Linked DNA regions of Pan troglodytes: region 2 is linked to region 1. Evidence: chromatin contacts called from public Hi-C data. All regions are on one chromosome and are shown on one strand. Each heading gives the region's core, a stretch centred on a gene start, on an enhancer-like site or on the middle of the called end of the contact. The rest is flanking DNA. Distances are from core to core; before and after follow the strand shown. Region 1 has its middle 320 kb from the start of IRS1. Region 2 holds the start of IRS1 (insulin receptor substrate 1).

Evidence for each region. A called contact is a pair of places that touch in the nucleus more often than the background predicts.
Region 2: a Hi-C map of stem cell-derived neural progenitor cells shows a contact between it and region 1, with 5 times the contacts expected there. The contact joins the promoter of IRS1 here to the enhancer-like site in region 1. A contact is called at or near these places in 2 of 7 Hi-C or Micro-C datasets (induced pluripotent stem cells and stem cell-derived neural progenitor cells) and 1 of 1 datasets of contacts at active chromatin or transcription factors (stem cell-derived excitatory neurons).

What each region holds. Positions count from the first base shown.
Region 1 is chr13:128,719,575-128,727,093 of NHGRI_mPanTro3-v2.0_pri, forward strand. No RefSeq gene overlaps it. Among named protein-coding and RNA genes, the nearest start is that of IRS1, 320 kb to the right of the region's middle. Within about 2 kb of position 2,722, at least 5 of the 24 cell types and tissues checked have an H3K27ac peak or open chromatin away from gene starts, as enhancers often do. A contact at or near this core is called in stem cell-derived neural progenitor cells, where this site is marked.
Region 2 is chr13:129,037,521-129,045,039 of NHGRI_mPanTro3-v2.0_pri, forward strand. IRS1 (insulin receptor substrate 1) reads right to left here and starts at 4,111. Exons shown (of 2, transcript XM_003309496.6): 1 at 1-4,111. The coding sequence starts at 2,978.

The sequences.
Region 1 (7,519 bases), core at 1,472-3,971:
AATTATTGTGTTTGGTTCATCCAAAATAAGGTTTCAACCCAATGATGGCATCCAAACTACTGTAGACTATAGTATAGAGACCACTCATAGATAACACATTTTTTCACTTTACATCCTTCTTAGAGGAATGGCTCTTAGGTGTACATTCTCTATAGCACCTGGCACAGAGCTTTGCTCACAAAAGATACTCAATAAATAAATAAAATGTGTGTGGATTAGGTTACTTGGCAGCAAATACTCTGTTGCAGGACCAAATCGCTGTCAACAAGGACATGCTCAAAACAGATCTTCTACTAGAACCAAAGCAAAACTCCAGAGACACGAGAGACAATTGACATATAAAATTTACAAATGTCTTCTACGGTTGAGATCAGAAATTCTTTCAAGGAAAACTAAAGCACAACCTCAGCAGTGACTCATACTCAAGGTATTTAAGGAAGTAGCAAGAAGTACATTGGGCTGTCTTTTCAACTCCAATTTATCACATCTCAGAATCTCCCCTTTAGGAAAGATTTATTCTTGAACAATTCCATACTAAATCTTTCCTCTTCTCCTGTTGAATCTTTATGCAAGTAGAGTCAAAGACAAAGAATTCCTTTTTCCACCTATTCATAGAATATCCTTTCTAATCCCAAGGCCCCTTACTTAATGCCATTTTTCTATCCATTCAGGATCCCTATGAACAAACTCCTATGATTCCAGTTTGTGTGTAAGTACACATAGTTAATTATGATGGACTATACATTCCTGAAGCTAACTGTAGCCACTTTAAGAAGAACCTCCTTCTAAAAACTAAACAAAACAAAACAAAACAAAACAAAAAAAAAAAAAAAAAAAGAAGACCCTCCTTCTTAAAAGGCCCTTGGAAAGTAAGTATAGTGATTTAAATAACTAGCTGGGTGTGGTGGTTCACACCTGTAATCCCAGCATTTTGGGAGGCTGAAGTGGGAGAATTGCTAGACCCTAGGAGTTCAAGACCAACCTGGGCAACATAGGGAGAAAAATTAGCCAGGTGCGGTGGCATGCACCTGTGCTCCCAGCTACTTGGAAGGCTAAGGTGGGAGGATGGCTTAAGCCTAGGAATTTGAGGCTGCAGTGAGCTGTGATTGCACCACTGCACTCCAGCCTGGGAAACAGAGCAAGACCCTGTCTCAATAAATAAATAAAATAATTAACTAAAAATTTCAGAAAAAATAAATAATCCATTTGCTCCCAAAAGATCTCCAAGAGAATACTACCATGACTATACAGGCAGGATAATTTATCCTTGATCACGAGTAATATATTTGTCTTTGCATTTTTGTATTGGTAGATAAACAGCTCATATTATGAAAAATCATTATGAAACAGCTCTTAAAGACATGAGGAAGAGGAACATGGATAAAACAACAGGTAGTAGAAGTTGGTGGGAGAAAAGGGATAACAGATCACCCTTAAACAAGCCAGAAACTTAATTATCACCTTTAGTTAAATCCAAACACTCAGTCTCCTGTTTCAAGGAGACCAACTCACAGAATATTTTTCATGACTAACCTTATGTTTGCAACTGAAGATTAAAAACTAAATATTATTTGACAAGTTTTTATATGACGACATAAAGAGTGGCTAGTGCCCGCTGTTGACTCAGACATTTCTGCCAACCTCTTTTGCCTGCCAAAATATAGCTTCAATAAGCACACATAAATTTTATTTTTAATAAATAACCACAAAATAGTTTCATAAACATACTAAACTGTGGATAATTGTAGCTCACAATGAGTATGTGTTACAGTTTCGGTAAATAGAAGTTACACAGTCTGAAGCTGGCACACGCTAACCCCATCGTATGGATTGATGTCAAACCAGCTCACGCTGGAACACCCTGGTGATTTTCTTGGTAAGCGGCCTATGTGCTAACTACTTGGGCTCCTGCCTTCTTCCAGCAGCCCTCCTGTTTGTCTACGCAGACATTAGGTTTCAGAGTCCTGAGAATTTAAAAGGATAGCTGAGGTCTCTGCTTGGTGTCCCAAAGGGTCTTTGCGGTAAGAAAAGTTCTTTATGCCCTGACCAACATGTAGACACCTATGATACTTTAAAATGAATAAATAAAGGGCATTTGGGGAAATAAATACTGATGTGATGAGAAGGAACCAGTGAGAATAAACTGTTCTTTCTAACTAACTTTTCTTGGAATTTACATGTTCCTTTTACTCAAAAGATCCTTTTGGAAGAGTGTATTGCCTTTTCCTCTGTTGGCAGACATTTCTTTCTCTTTTTTTTTTTATTTTTTTATTCCTTGAAAAAAGCAGCTTATTGAAAGCTTAATGAATTTTTCTTTTCTGTGTTAGAAATCAGGTTTATTTTTAAGCTTCTTTGACCACACATGTGCTTTGATGAACTTCCCTCCCATTCGTGGAAAAGGTTCCTAACACTTCCAGCTCCAATTCTCCACATTCTCCTTCACTTCACATCGACCCCTGGGAAACTTAGAGTGAGAAAAGTCAAAGGGGGAATTTTTTTTTTTTTTTTTTTGTAATGTACTGAGCTTCCTTTTGAAGACAAGGAAAGAGAGTTTTATCTTCAGTAAAAACAGGCCCTTTTGTGGAAAGGAGACCTCAAAAGTGATGACTGATCAAACAGCATTCAGCATTCCAGGGATGCCAAGATACCGCTGGGTTAAATGGTGGAGATGACCCAAAGACCCTGCGCTGTTTGAAAATAAATAAAATTACTCCGGCAACATGTTCCGCATTCCTGTTTGTACTCGGCAATCTACATGCTTTACATTCTGCCTGTGGTTACCTTCACTCAGGTCTTAGCTCACGGTTGAATTTATTCAGTCAGAATTTACTGCGAACTTCCTTATGGGATGCATGAAACTGGGCCCTAGGATGGATGGGGCAGTGTGCATGGTAAGGAGGCAGGATAGAGCAAGAGGGTGGCCCTGACACCAGGAAGTGCTCAGCCTGAGGCCTTGGAATATTGCAGAGCCATGGATTAAGGGCCTCATGGGCACAGGGAGAGAGTGACTCACTCTGCTGGAGGTTGACCTCCATCAGGAGGAATGCCTCGTGGTGTTTTGTGACCTATGAAACATTGGCAGCCTGCAGTGCTGCCGCACAATTCTGTTATGTTTTTCAGCACTGCCAAGGGTAGGTTTCTCATCTTAACCTCAGTCCTCCTCCAGTCTGCATCCTTTATAATCCTACACAACCCCCAGCAATGGTTCTCTAAGCACACCCTCCCTGACTCCAGTTAACCATTTTTTCTATCCTCACCCCAAATTAAATTCAACTCTCTTTGTGTATTTCTTGTTAAACAGCTATGTGTAGAAAGCTATGCAGGACACAGAGGTGCAAGATCTTGTGCATCAAAAAGCTTATCACCCAGTAGGAGAGTTAAACACGTAAAAATTTAAGTGGAAAAAAAAATGTAATAGAACTGCAAGTGCTGTGAGCACTTAGACAAGATAGTGACACACTTTGGTTCAGCAAGATTGTGAAGTTTTCACAAAGGTTCTGGCACATAAACTGAACCAAGATGCATGGACACGTTTCCTAGAGCTCCAAGGAACAGCATGAGCAAAAGACTAAAGATATGTGGGTAGGCAGCCAAGGGTGTTTGAATTTGAGTGTGGCCAGGGCATAGGATAGTCAGAGAAACAGAAAAAGAGCTGAAAGGGTTGGTTCGGGCCAGATCAAATCCAAATCAAGAAAAGTAAAAGTTACTCTGTGAGTAATGGGGAAGAGTTGAAGTTTTCCTAGGAAAAAAATAACTTCCATTGCCCTGTGGTTAAGAATGCTAACCCTGGTCCTGGCTAACACGGTGAAACCCCGTCTCTACTAAAAATATAAAAAATTAGCCGGGCGTGGTGGCAGGCGCCTGTAGTCCCAGCTACCCGGGAGGCTGAGGCAGGAGGATGGCGTGAACCCGGGAGGCGGAGCTTGCAGTGTGCCGAGATCGTGCCTCTGCACTCCAGCCTGGGCAACAGAGCCAGACTCCATCTCAAAAAAAACAAAAAAAAAAAAACAAAAAAAAAAAAGAATGCTAACGCTGGAAGCAGTGAGAAGGACTGATTAGACAGGATCAAGGCAGGAGCTGGAATGGACCCATGTAAAGGACCCAATAAGAGAGAGCATAGAAGACTTTTAGATAAGAAGCCCTGTAGAGGCTGAAATAAATGTTTTCCTAACATGGACAAGCAAGGCTCCACCACCCTGCCACTTTTCCTTTTTTAGCAATCAAGCAAGCGACCAAAGACATCAGATGTTAATAAAATGAAATGCCTATAGACAGCACTGTACAGAACCAATAGAACCTTCCACAGTAATGGATACTAGGCACTTGATGTGGAATCACTCTGACTAAAGAACTGAATTTTTCATTTTGTTTAATTTTAATTACTTTTAGTTGACATAGCCCTACGTGGCTAATCCTACCTTATGGGACCATGTAGCTCTAAAGAATAAAATTATATTGACTGAACCAGAGATTCAAAGCATTTTGGAAAAATTTACATTATTCTTCTACCAGCCATCAGACTCCAGTGGTGTTGCTGGATTTAGAAGATGGTGTCTACCTATCAAAAGCCCCATGTTAACATATAAGAAGATGCAGTGCCTGTGTTTAGCTTAGGCATGAAAAAACTTCAAAACATTTTCACTTTCAAAAGGGATCCCTTTGAGTTGTCCAGAAGGGCCATCTTATCTCCCTTCTACTCAGGATAGCCTATCAGTGGGCAGTAAGATCATGGAGGTCAGGAAGAGGGTGACTAGTTCTCTCTGACTTCAGAGAGGAGGACCTGTCCTCGACTATCTATTTTCCAATGAAAGTTTCTCAATAAGTCATTGCCCCATTATAACCTAAGCACAGCAGAATGGCCATGGTGTGTCATTAAGTGTTTTTGTAAGTTGATTTGTGGTGTTAACTTTCTGGATCATAGAAATGGTTTTCCTCAGTATTTTTTCTTCTGTAGGTTTGGAGTCAAGAATTATAATCAGTTGCTAAGACTTTGAATTCTCCAGGTAGTTATTTCAAGAACATCCTTTTGCATGTTTCTTGGAAACTGATTCCTTGTTGTATGAATTCAAATATGTTATATGTGGTGGCTACTGGCCAGCTCTCAGGGCACCTGAACTTTTTGGCACTTCACTCCTTATATTCCATTATGGAATATGGTAAAATCTCTTATGCACTAAGTAAAACCAGGATTAGATAACTTTTTACTTGCTTATCTCTCCAACAAAATATATAAGAGAAGCACTGGAAGAAATTTAGCAATTAGAGACTATTAAAATAACATTTAATTTACACATTGATTATTTCTAGTAGAACAAGTGTTTTGAAGATGGCTACAATAATATGAATCTTTGATAACCTTTAAAACAGAACAGATTGCTCTGAAACCAGATGAAATAAATAGATCTTCCTAAAGCCACAAAGAAGAAATAATGCTTTTCAAACTGTGGGCCACAACCAGCTGGGTTATGAAATCAATTTGGTGGGTCAGACCAAATTTTAAAACTAGAACAGAATAGAAAACATCAGTGTACCTCACACATATTAAAGGTAGAAAATGCTGTATTATAAAACTATCAGTTGCGTTTGTGTCAGTGTGTTCTAAGTTGTGATGTAAAATAAGTATTTTTTACAGAGTGTTACTTTACCAAGAGCTTAAAAGACACTGATTACCAAATGAGAGGACCTGAAGTTTCTTGCTGTTGTTCTAGGTAACAAATTGTTTGTTTTTTCATTGTTCTAGGTAACAAATACTTATCAAACATCTGTTCTATGCCTGATATTGAATTCAGTTATAAGGTGAATACATGGCTACTTCCTTCAAATAATGTATCATCTAACAACATATAGACACAAATAATTATAACACAATGAGCACTATAATAGACATGAAGAGGTAGATTAGAAACATGGCAGAGGGAGCCTCTACTTCTGCATGTGACAGAATGCAGAGAGGAGACATGACAAATACTTCACAGAGAGAGTGGCATTTGATGTCATCCTTGAAAAGTGACCTGGAGGAGCAAGAGAAAGGCATTCCAAGAAAACGGAACATCTTCTATAAAGGTTGAGATGTGACTTGTACTATGCCTGGAGTCTGGAGTGGTACTCTAAATCTAACTGCACATTTTAGTCACTTAATATAGCCTTCAAACTTAGAGATGTAGTGAAAATGGAGATAGTTTATTTTCATTACGTTTGAATTGTTAGTAATATGCTGGTGTTTGATTCAGATCTTAAAACCATCGCTTTTAAGAGCAAAGCTTTTCAAATGGAAGAGTTCCTCTCAAATGGGTCAAATGTTACGCTTCTTAGGGAAGAAAACAAAATTCATTTGCATTATAACAGGGTTTAGCAAGAAGTCATGTAAGGCTCAAACTCCTTTCTTTTGCTGGTTTGAACAAAACAAATATTTATTAGAAAACAAAATCATTGTACGTTGTAAGAGAATCAAGAAAATTAGGTCATGCTTTGTTATAACTGTTATTGGACATAGATCATTTAACTTAATTTCACATTTAAAAATTTAAATTACATGGTAGGGGTGGGGGGTAGAAATTGAGGCCCAGAACATCAGGTATGTGTGTCATGAATAATCATAAAAGGCTTTAGAGCCAATTTAGGCAATATTGATAAGTATGAAAGTATAGACTTGAAAGTACTAATTCAAAATAAAACTTTTCATTAATTTTTTTCTTATTATTTACACTGAGTGTGACTATATTTGTTATTTATTTCAAATCATTCTGCTTTCTTTCCTTTTCCATGATTCCTCGTAGAAGAGCTTTTAGAATAGCGTTTCAACTCACAGGCTCTAAATGATATAGCAAGATCTAACAGAACTTTATATATTAAGCAAAGTAATAGCTAAAAAGAGATCAGCAATATATTATTGCAGACTAGGTAAATAATCTTAGTAATTCTTCTAAAGGTAACATGTGAATGAGCATTCTTTCTTTGTGATAGGAAAACTACTTTAATTACTTTTCAAACAATCTCAAAGACTGAAAATGACCCTTGTATTTTAGATTTTGAAAATTCAATGAGAATTGCCACTGTAAAGATTTTGACATGGCCTTGAGATGTAATCTTATTCCCCAAAAGTGACTGTTATTTTATTTTACCTTTTGAGAATAATGACTTTGATTTGAAATGAGAAAGTAAGTAATAATATTGCTAAGCTTTGCCGTAACATAGTTTCAAAACAAAAATTAAACCGTCCTGCTCAGGTACCTATTAAATTTTTCAGGTCTTAGAAGAAAGAAGCACAGTAATTATAATTGCAGACTCTACGAAAGGCTTAAAAGTCAAACAAACCCAAAAGAATCATAACTTTTTAAAGCATTTCTCAAGGGTTTTCCAGAATAAAAAAAAGTGATTATGAGTGAGTTTGTGTTTGGATTTGATTTTCATCCTGCGGGAGTGAACATTAAACCAAAAATACATATATCTTGGAGGAAAAGCTGCAGCTTCTTTCCCCAACTGTCTGAATGCTCTAATGTCAGATTTTTCAAATTCTTCT
Region 2 (7,519 bases), core at 2,861-5,360, 320 kb after region 1:
CTCATCTGCATGGTCATGTAGTCACCCCGGCTGCTGGGCACTGCCCGGGTAGGCCTGCAAATGCTAGCAGCCCCGGGAGGTGCAGGGCCCAGTCTGCCCATCTCGACCCCAGTGCTCTCCTGCCAAGCTGCCCTCCGGCCCGGCCCCAGGTCCATCTTCATGTACTCCTCAGTGCCAGTCTCTTCCTCTCTGGGAGCTGGCTGGAGCTGGGATGGACACCTGACAGAAGGTGAGCTGTGGGAAGCCACCGGGCCAGACAAGTAGCCAGGCTGATCACTCCCAAATTCAATATTGACATATTCCCCCGGGCTCTTGGGCTCTGGAGGGTGCAGCAAGGGCTGCTGCTGCTGCTGCTCTCGGGCCCGAGGTAAGGTGCTGGCCTTGGGATCCCCCAGGGACAGCCTCGTGGGCCGGGCCAGGCGGCTATTGGTCTGAGCAGCTGTGTCCACCTTTCGAGGCAGATGGGGCTGCAGAACCTGATGGTGGGGATGTGGAAGGCTGGGCTCCAGCCTAGCCCCGCAGTATCCCCCACCCAGGCTGTCGCTGCTGGTGGAAGAGGAAGAATCATCCGCTGTTGCAGCATAGAGAAGGCGACCAGAGCTAGTGGAAAGGCGGAGGTGCTGATGCCGGGCACCCTCCTCCGGCTCCCCGGGGCGCTGGGTGTGCTTAAAGGATCTTGGCAATGAGTAGTAGGAGAGGACTGGCTTGTGCTGGGGGTCCTCAGGGCCGTAGTAGCAGTCGGAGGGGCTGCTGGTGTTGGAGTCCCCCACTGGTGACATGTTCATGTAGTCACCTGTGCAAGGTAAGAGCTTACCACCGCTGCTCTCCACTGGGGGTTTGGGGTGAGGCAAGACATGAGAGTGGTGGCCCCCTACCCCGTTTGTCCACAGCTTTCCATAGCTGGTCCCGGAAGGGACGGCATTGCTGCTGCTGCTGCTGCTGGGGCCACCTCCAATGTCAGGAGAGCAGCCGCCGCTGGGGGACATCATCATGTAGCCATTGGGGTCCACTCTCTGGGGATGGCGTCTGATGGGATTGATGATCTGCTGTGGGGCAGATACGCTCTTGGGGCTCATGGGCATATAGTCTCCACTGCCCTTTCGGCCGCTGGGCACTGGGGCCACCCCTGGGGACATGGGCATGTAGCCATCATCCGTGTGGAGGGTGGAGCTGTCTGGGCGGTGGTGCCCCCCCCGACGCTCCAAGGGGTGCATTTCCAGACCCTCCTCTGGGTAGGAGTGGGTGGGCACGAAGGCGGAGTGCCTGTGTCCCGGCAGTCGGCCTCCACTGCCACCTCCTGGTGGGTAGGCAGGCATCATCTCTGTGTACTCCTCAATGGAAGCCACTGAGGACTGGGACGGGGTCTTCTGGTGGTTAATGGTAGGGGATGTGCCTGCCGAGTGAGTTCTCTTTCGGAACCGATTATCCAGATCTGCAGCACTGGCTGCTTCATCCCCAGCCAAGGCTGGACTCGTGCCCAAGCCTGTTCCTGGGGTGCAGCGGTGGCCATTGCCACCCCGAGACAAAATGTAGTGACCGTTGGGGGCGGTCAGGGTGGAGGGCCCCTTACCACCCATGCAGATATAGTTGCTTAGCTCCTCCTCACCGCGGGCTGGTGGGGTGTGGCCCAGGGAATCCGGAGTGACACTGCGGAAGGAACTCCGGAAATCGCAGGGACTGGAGCCATACTCATCCGAGGAGATGAAACCGCCATCGCTGGGGGAACCAGACACCGAAGCACTAGATCGCCGTGGGAAGAGACAATCCGAGGTGGAGCCATGGCCACTGGTGCTACTGGACGACAGACTGACCGGGCTGGTGGCCGAAGGCGAGCAGCGGGAAGCCGGCATGGGGATGGAGCGGCTGTGGTTGAGCGGGGGGTGCAGCCGGGCGCTGCCCCGATGCCGGTGGGCGTGGGTTCTGTTGGTGCTGGGACTCACAGGGCTGCCGTCCACCGAGGCTGGGCGGGACATGGTGCCTTCGCCGTCACTGGAGGCGCGGACACGGAAGGAGCCTGGCTTCCCGCCCACCATGCTGGCCGGGGAGGTGGCGGTGATGCTCTCAGTGCGCGATCGGCGGGTCAGCCCCACCTGGCTGGGCGGGGGATTGTTGAGATGGTGCCGGCGCAGGGGGACGCTGATGGGGTTAGAGCAGTTGGACGAGGACTGGCTCTTGCTGCGAGGGCGGAACTCATCACTCATGGCCCGCATGGCCTCCAGGATGGTCTCGTGCATGTTCTGGGCCACCACAGAGTCATCCACCTGCATCCAGAACTCCCCGGGCCCCGTCACGGCAGAACGGCCCACCTCGATGAAGAAGAAGTTTTCCGAGTGGCCACAGCGCCTGATGTTCATCAGCTGCAGCACCACGGCCGCTGCCTCCGAGTTCAGCTTCACGAAGCTGATGGTCTTGCTGGTCAGGCAAAGGCGGTAGATACCAATCAGGTTCTTTGTCTGACCCAGGCCCTTGGGCTTCAGGATCACTTGCCAGACCTCTTTGAATGCGGGTCCTGGGGGCACGTCACCGTAGCTCAAGTCCTCCCCAGCCTCACCAAGGCCGGAGCTGCCGCTGCAGCTGCCCCCACCACCTCCCGCCCCGAGGGCCGCAGCTCCGTCGTGGTGGCCCTTAGCACGGTTGTGCAGCTGTAGGAGAGCCTGGTACCAGCTGTCTTGCTCGGCCTCGCTGTCCGCCGCGATGGCAAAGTGCTCGTCCCGGGTGTAGAGAGCCACCAGGTGCTTGTTCTTGGAGTCAGCCCGCTTGTTGATGTTGAAGCAGCTCTCAAGGGGGATCGAGCGTTTGGGGGCGCTCGACTTGTGCCGCCACTTCTTCTCGTTCTCGTAGTACTCGAGGCGCGCCGGGCCCCCAGCCTCGCTGGCCGCGCGCAGTACGAAGAAGCGTTTGTGCATGCTCTTGGGTTTGCGCAGGTAGCCCACCTTGCGCACGTCCGAGAAGCCATCGCTCTCCGGAGGGCTCGCCATGCTGCCACCGCCACCACCGCCGCTGAGCAGAGGGAGGCGCCGAAAAACAACCGGGTGGGGGGCGGAGGCTCCTCGCCGCGGCCCCGCACATGCAAACAGGGCTGGAGGCAGCAGAAACCCCGACTCTGAAATCCACGCCGCCCCCCGCGCCGGGGAGGGGCAGCTGAAGGAGGACGCAGCTGCTGAGCCAAGGAGAGAGCCCGACCGGAGTTTTCGGGCGCTTCACGCCCGGCGGGGAGGCAGTGCGTCCGGGGTGAGGGCAGCCCCGATCCTCCAAGAGCCAAGTCTCCTCTCAGCCGCCGCCGCCACCAGGAAGGAGCGAAGATGCATCTCTCGTCGCCTCGGCTGGAGTCCGGCACAGGGAGGCGACAGTCGGGGGTCCCTGCGGTGCCCCTCCAGGAGCGCGCGCGCGCGCGCCTTCCCTCCTGAGTTCCCCTCTGGAAGTAGCGATTCCCGAGGCAAATTAAATATCCTTGGGCAGGGGGAGGCGGGTTGCCAAGTCCCAACGTTGCACGGGGTTCTCCCTCCTCCTCCTTCGCCTCCTCCCACCCCCCAACCGTCCCAGCCGCCACCAGCCGCCCAAATACCAGCTCAATCGCAGAGACCGCGGCGCTGCGGCTGTTGCTGTTGCTGTTGCTGCTGCTGCTGCTGCTGCTGCCGCCGCCCGCGGGCGCGTCCTCTGCAGCCCCCACCCGGGCCCATCTCGGCGGGCGGAGAAAGTGGCTTTTCCATGCGAAACGCTACTGGGCAGCCAGTACAGCTGGGGACCGGCCGGAGGGACAGGCTCATCCCTGCCCCTCGCTCCAGGCGGCTGGGGAGGAGGGGAGGGGACAAGGGCGAGAGGCGATGGGGGAGGTTTGGGAAGGGTTCGGGGAAGACGCCTGTTCCTCGGGAGGCGCTGCCGCTGCAGTTACTTCTCCCCTCCTCCCTCCTCCTCCTCCTCCTCGGAGAGTTGCCGAGAGCCCCAACCAAAACAAGCGGCGGCGTCTGGCTCTGCGCGCCGGCCCCCTCCGACCGCGCCGCCGTCTCACTCGGAGGAGAAAAACACGTGACGGAGCCTCCGCGCTCGGCAGCCGGGCAGCCGCCGCCGGGAGGCTCCCGCCCGGGTCTCTACATTCCGGGCCGAGCCCGCCCCGCGCCCGCCCCTCTCCGCCCCCCAGCCGTGCTGCAGCGGCGCCCGCGCCGACCCCGGCGCAGCGCTAGGACAGCGCCCCTGCGCGGCCGCCAGCTCCGGCGCAGCGCCTCCCTACACGCGCGCCACCCAGGGCGCCCCCGGCCCGCAGGAATCCCCGCGGCGGGCGCAGGCGGGGGTGTTTGGGTGGCTACCCGAAAGCACGAGGGGAGTCTGGGAAAACGGGAGGGGGCGAGCTCGGGAAGACGCAGGAGTGAGGGTGGGGGGCGACGGGGGGGCACTGCGGCTACAGAGCCCCGAGTGGGAGGCCGGGGGGAGGCGGGGGCGCCGGAGCCGGGCTGCCTCTTACCTATCAGGTAAAACTGACCCACGGGAGGGAGGTTTCTAGTCAAGGCTGTTTCCCCCAGGAAATTTAAAAGCTAGATTTCGGCTTCAGGGCGATAGGCCATGGTGAGGGGATCTGTATTTTTTAAGGTTTTTCTAAAGGACTTCTGGGCCAGCCTTCCACCTTGGGATCCCCAGATTTATTGCCGTGAGGTACCTGGAAGGAACAGAGGGACGCCCAAGGGCAGTGACTGGGGGCAGTTATGGTCACTACAAAAGGAGAGCAGGGATCCCCAGGAAGTGTCTCACGTCCGGCGCTGTGGAATTAGTTGCTGATCAAGTAGGGAGAAAATGTAAATATCACCTTTTCTCCTGCTCCCCTTGCCCATCCGTGTGACGGGGGGACTCACACCTAAGGCTGAGGGCATGGGGGAGGGGAAATGAGAGGTCCCTTATCATATTCCGAAGTCTATCCGTGACTTTAAAAAGCTGTTAGGGACCTTCAGAGGGTTCATAAGGCCAAAACCCTACTGTGCAAATATTGGCTGAAATGTTTGTTTCACACACAGCTCCCACACCCATTGAACCACCCTATAAATTTTTAACCTTGACCACAAGGATAACAGGGAGAAAACAAGGATGGTGCCAGCTCAACTGTACAGGAAAATGGGTACTTCATGAGTGGACCAGATCAGCAGCCTGGGTCTACTTGAAGCGCCCCTTTCAGGGTCACCTTGCGGTATCAGTCTCCCCACAAACAAACGCTCCCCAAAGTTTTTTTATTTTTTAAGCTGACCTATAAACAAGCAGTTTGTCCCTGCTTGCTCGCCTGGCACTAAGGACCCACAGAGATGTCACTCGGTTTAATGCTGTCTCATTTTGATGCCTGGCCCGTTTGGGGTTGCCGCCCCTTTACTACGCCGGGACCCTCCTCGGCCTCAGGCTCCCAGGCACTGCAGGATGCTGGCTGGGCACTCAGCAGTCGAGGCGCTGGGCATGCTCAGTGGCTGGGACCCGCCGGGCCGCGGGGGAGCGCGCCTCGGCCCAATGCGGCTGAGGGGCGGAGCGAGTTTCCCGAGGAGGCCTGCTGATTGGTGGGATGGCCTGTTTTTCAAGCCTTGCACTGCAGAGGGAAGGTGGGGGTAGAAGGGTTGAGGGTACCAAGGTAGGTTGCAAAGCGTAGTAAAAAAAGAAAAAGAAGATGATGATGATGAAGGAGAAAAAGAACCATAGGCGCCATTCAGAGGTGTGCGATACGTAAATTAGGGGGATTGGGCATCTGCAGAGGGGCTCCTCCCCACCCAAGCCTGGGAGCCTCTCGTTTCTCCTCTCCCCTTCCTGTTCCCGGTCGTCATGCAGCCTCATCTAAACCTGGTTAATCTATAATTTGAGTACACATGTTGAATTGAAAGCCCTCCCTTCTTTTCCTCTGACAGCTTGGTGATGTGGGCACACGTGCCCACTACAGCAAGGCTATTAATAGCAGATATTTGGAAATGGAAGCGAGGCGACACTCACAGTGACCGAAATTCTGGGAGTATAGAGTGCCTTACAGGGGGTAGGGCAGGGAGGTGCAGAATAAAGAAGCCTGAAGTTGGTGGAAAAGTGTAACTGTGTGCCTGGTTTTACCCTAGACAAGAAAAAAGAGAGATTATAAAAGGGTTGTTTACTAGTAACAATGTAATCCAGATAAGGCCAAAGGGCTTTTTACAGGTTTGATGTTTAGCGCTGGGATGGGGGTAGTGGAGTACTTAACATTTTGTAAGACAACAAATCAAATCCATGGACATTTACTTTTCAAATGGCCCTGTCCCTACCTCCGTCCCTCCACCCCCCACCCCCCAAAAAAAGCTAAATAAAGGTACTGTACCTCTATGGGGGAAAAAATACTCTTTTCTGGAAGGAGGGGAGGGTTGGAAAATTTATTTGCACGTACTTTACAATTATCTTCATAGGAAGGATTTTGATCATAAAAAGCTAATTATGATAATAAACCTTTTAAAAAATATATCTCTCAGTGTTAAAGCATTTCTGCTTTAAAAAACACAATTTCAGTTGCTAAATATTCGATAAAAATTATGAAATAAGCCTCACTGCTGTGACAAATTATGTTCAGACCAATGGGTTTCCTATGGAAGATAATCACTGATCATAGGATATTAGTGCCATTTTTTCTACTTGCTGATGTTTTACTACCAATTTAAAGGTGGTTAATATTTGTTATAATTATACTACAGTAAATTCAATTGTTCTCTACAATTGTTTTATTAATGGGCTAACTGGAAATTCATTTACATTTGGTTCATGTAATATATAGAATAGAAAGAGACGCGTTTGTGGGAACTCACTGACGTAATGCTGAGCAAGTATGGGTATTATTCTGTCACCTAAGCCAAATTAGTCTTTTGGTGTATTGTAATGAAATACACTGTATGAAAAATTTACTCCCCACTGAAAATTCACGGAACAGAAGAACAAGCTATTACCAAAATCTGTTGCTCAATGCTGCCATCTATAGGAGAGTTAGAGCCGATTTGTGTAATATGCTAAGGTTCATTTTAAAAGAGGGCTAAAATAGTGATTTCATCACAACATTGCAACAGCTACGTTGATGTCACTAATACAGTCCTAATTCAAGGAGTTAACGGTTTACATGCTATGGACGCACTTTGGGGCAATAGGTCTACAACTAGCCTTAAAATTGAGTTATTGGTTTATGTATGATACTATCAGGAAAATAATGTAAAATTTATAGATTATTACATATATCTGTAAAGTGCTTGAGTTGGGTGGATGTAAAACTAAACATTTCAAAATTATAAAACACTTTTTGTATCAAAACATATGTTTTCCTTAAGATGTATGGGTCATAACTGGAGGAGCTATTTAAATACTGGCGTCTCTTAGAATTAATTTTGGCAATTTAGAACAGTGCTTGAAGGACAATTGAATGTGGATTTTCTCACTTTAAGATCTGTTTTTATTTTAAGATGGCTCAATAGTAATAAGCATTTGAATGCTTACTCTGCAAGGCAATATGAAATAGATAAAAAGACAGCTTCTTACAGCTTTGATGGGGTAATAA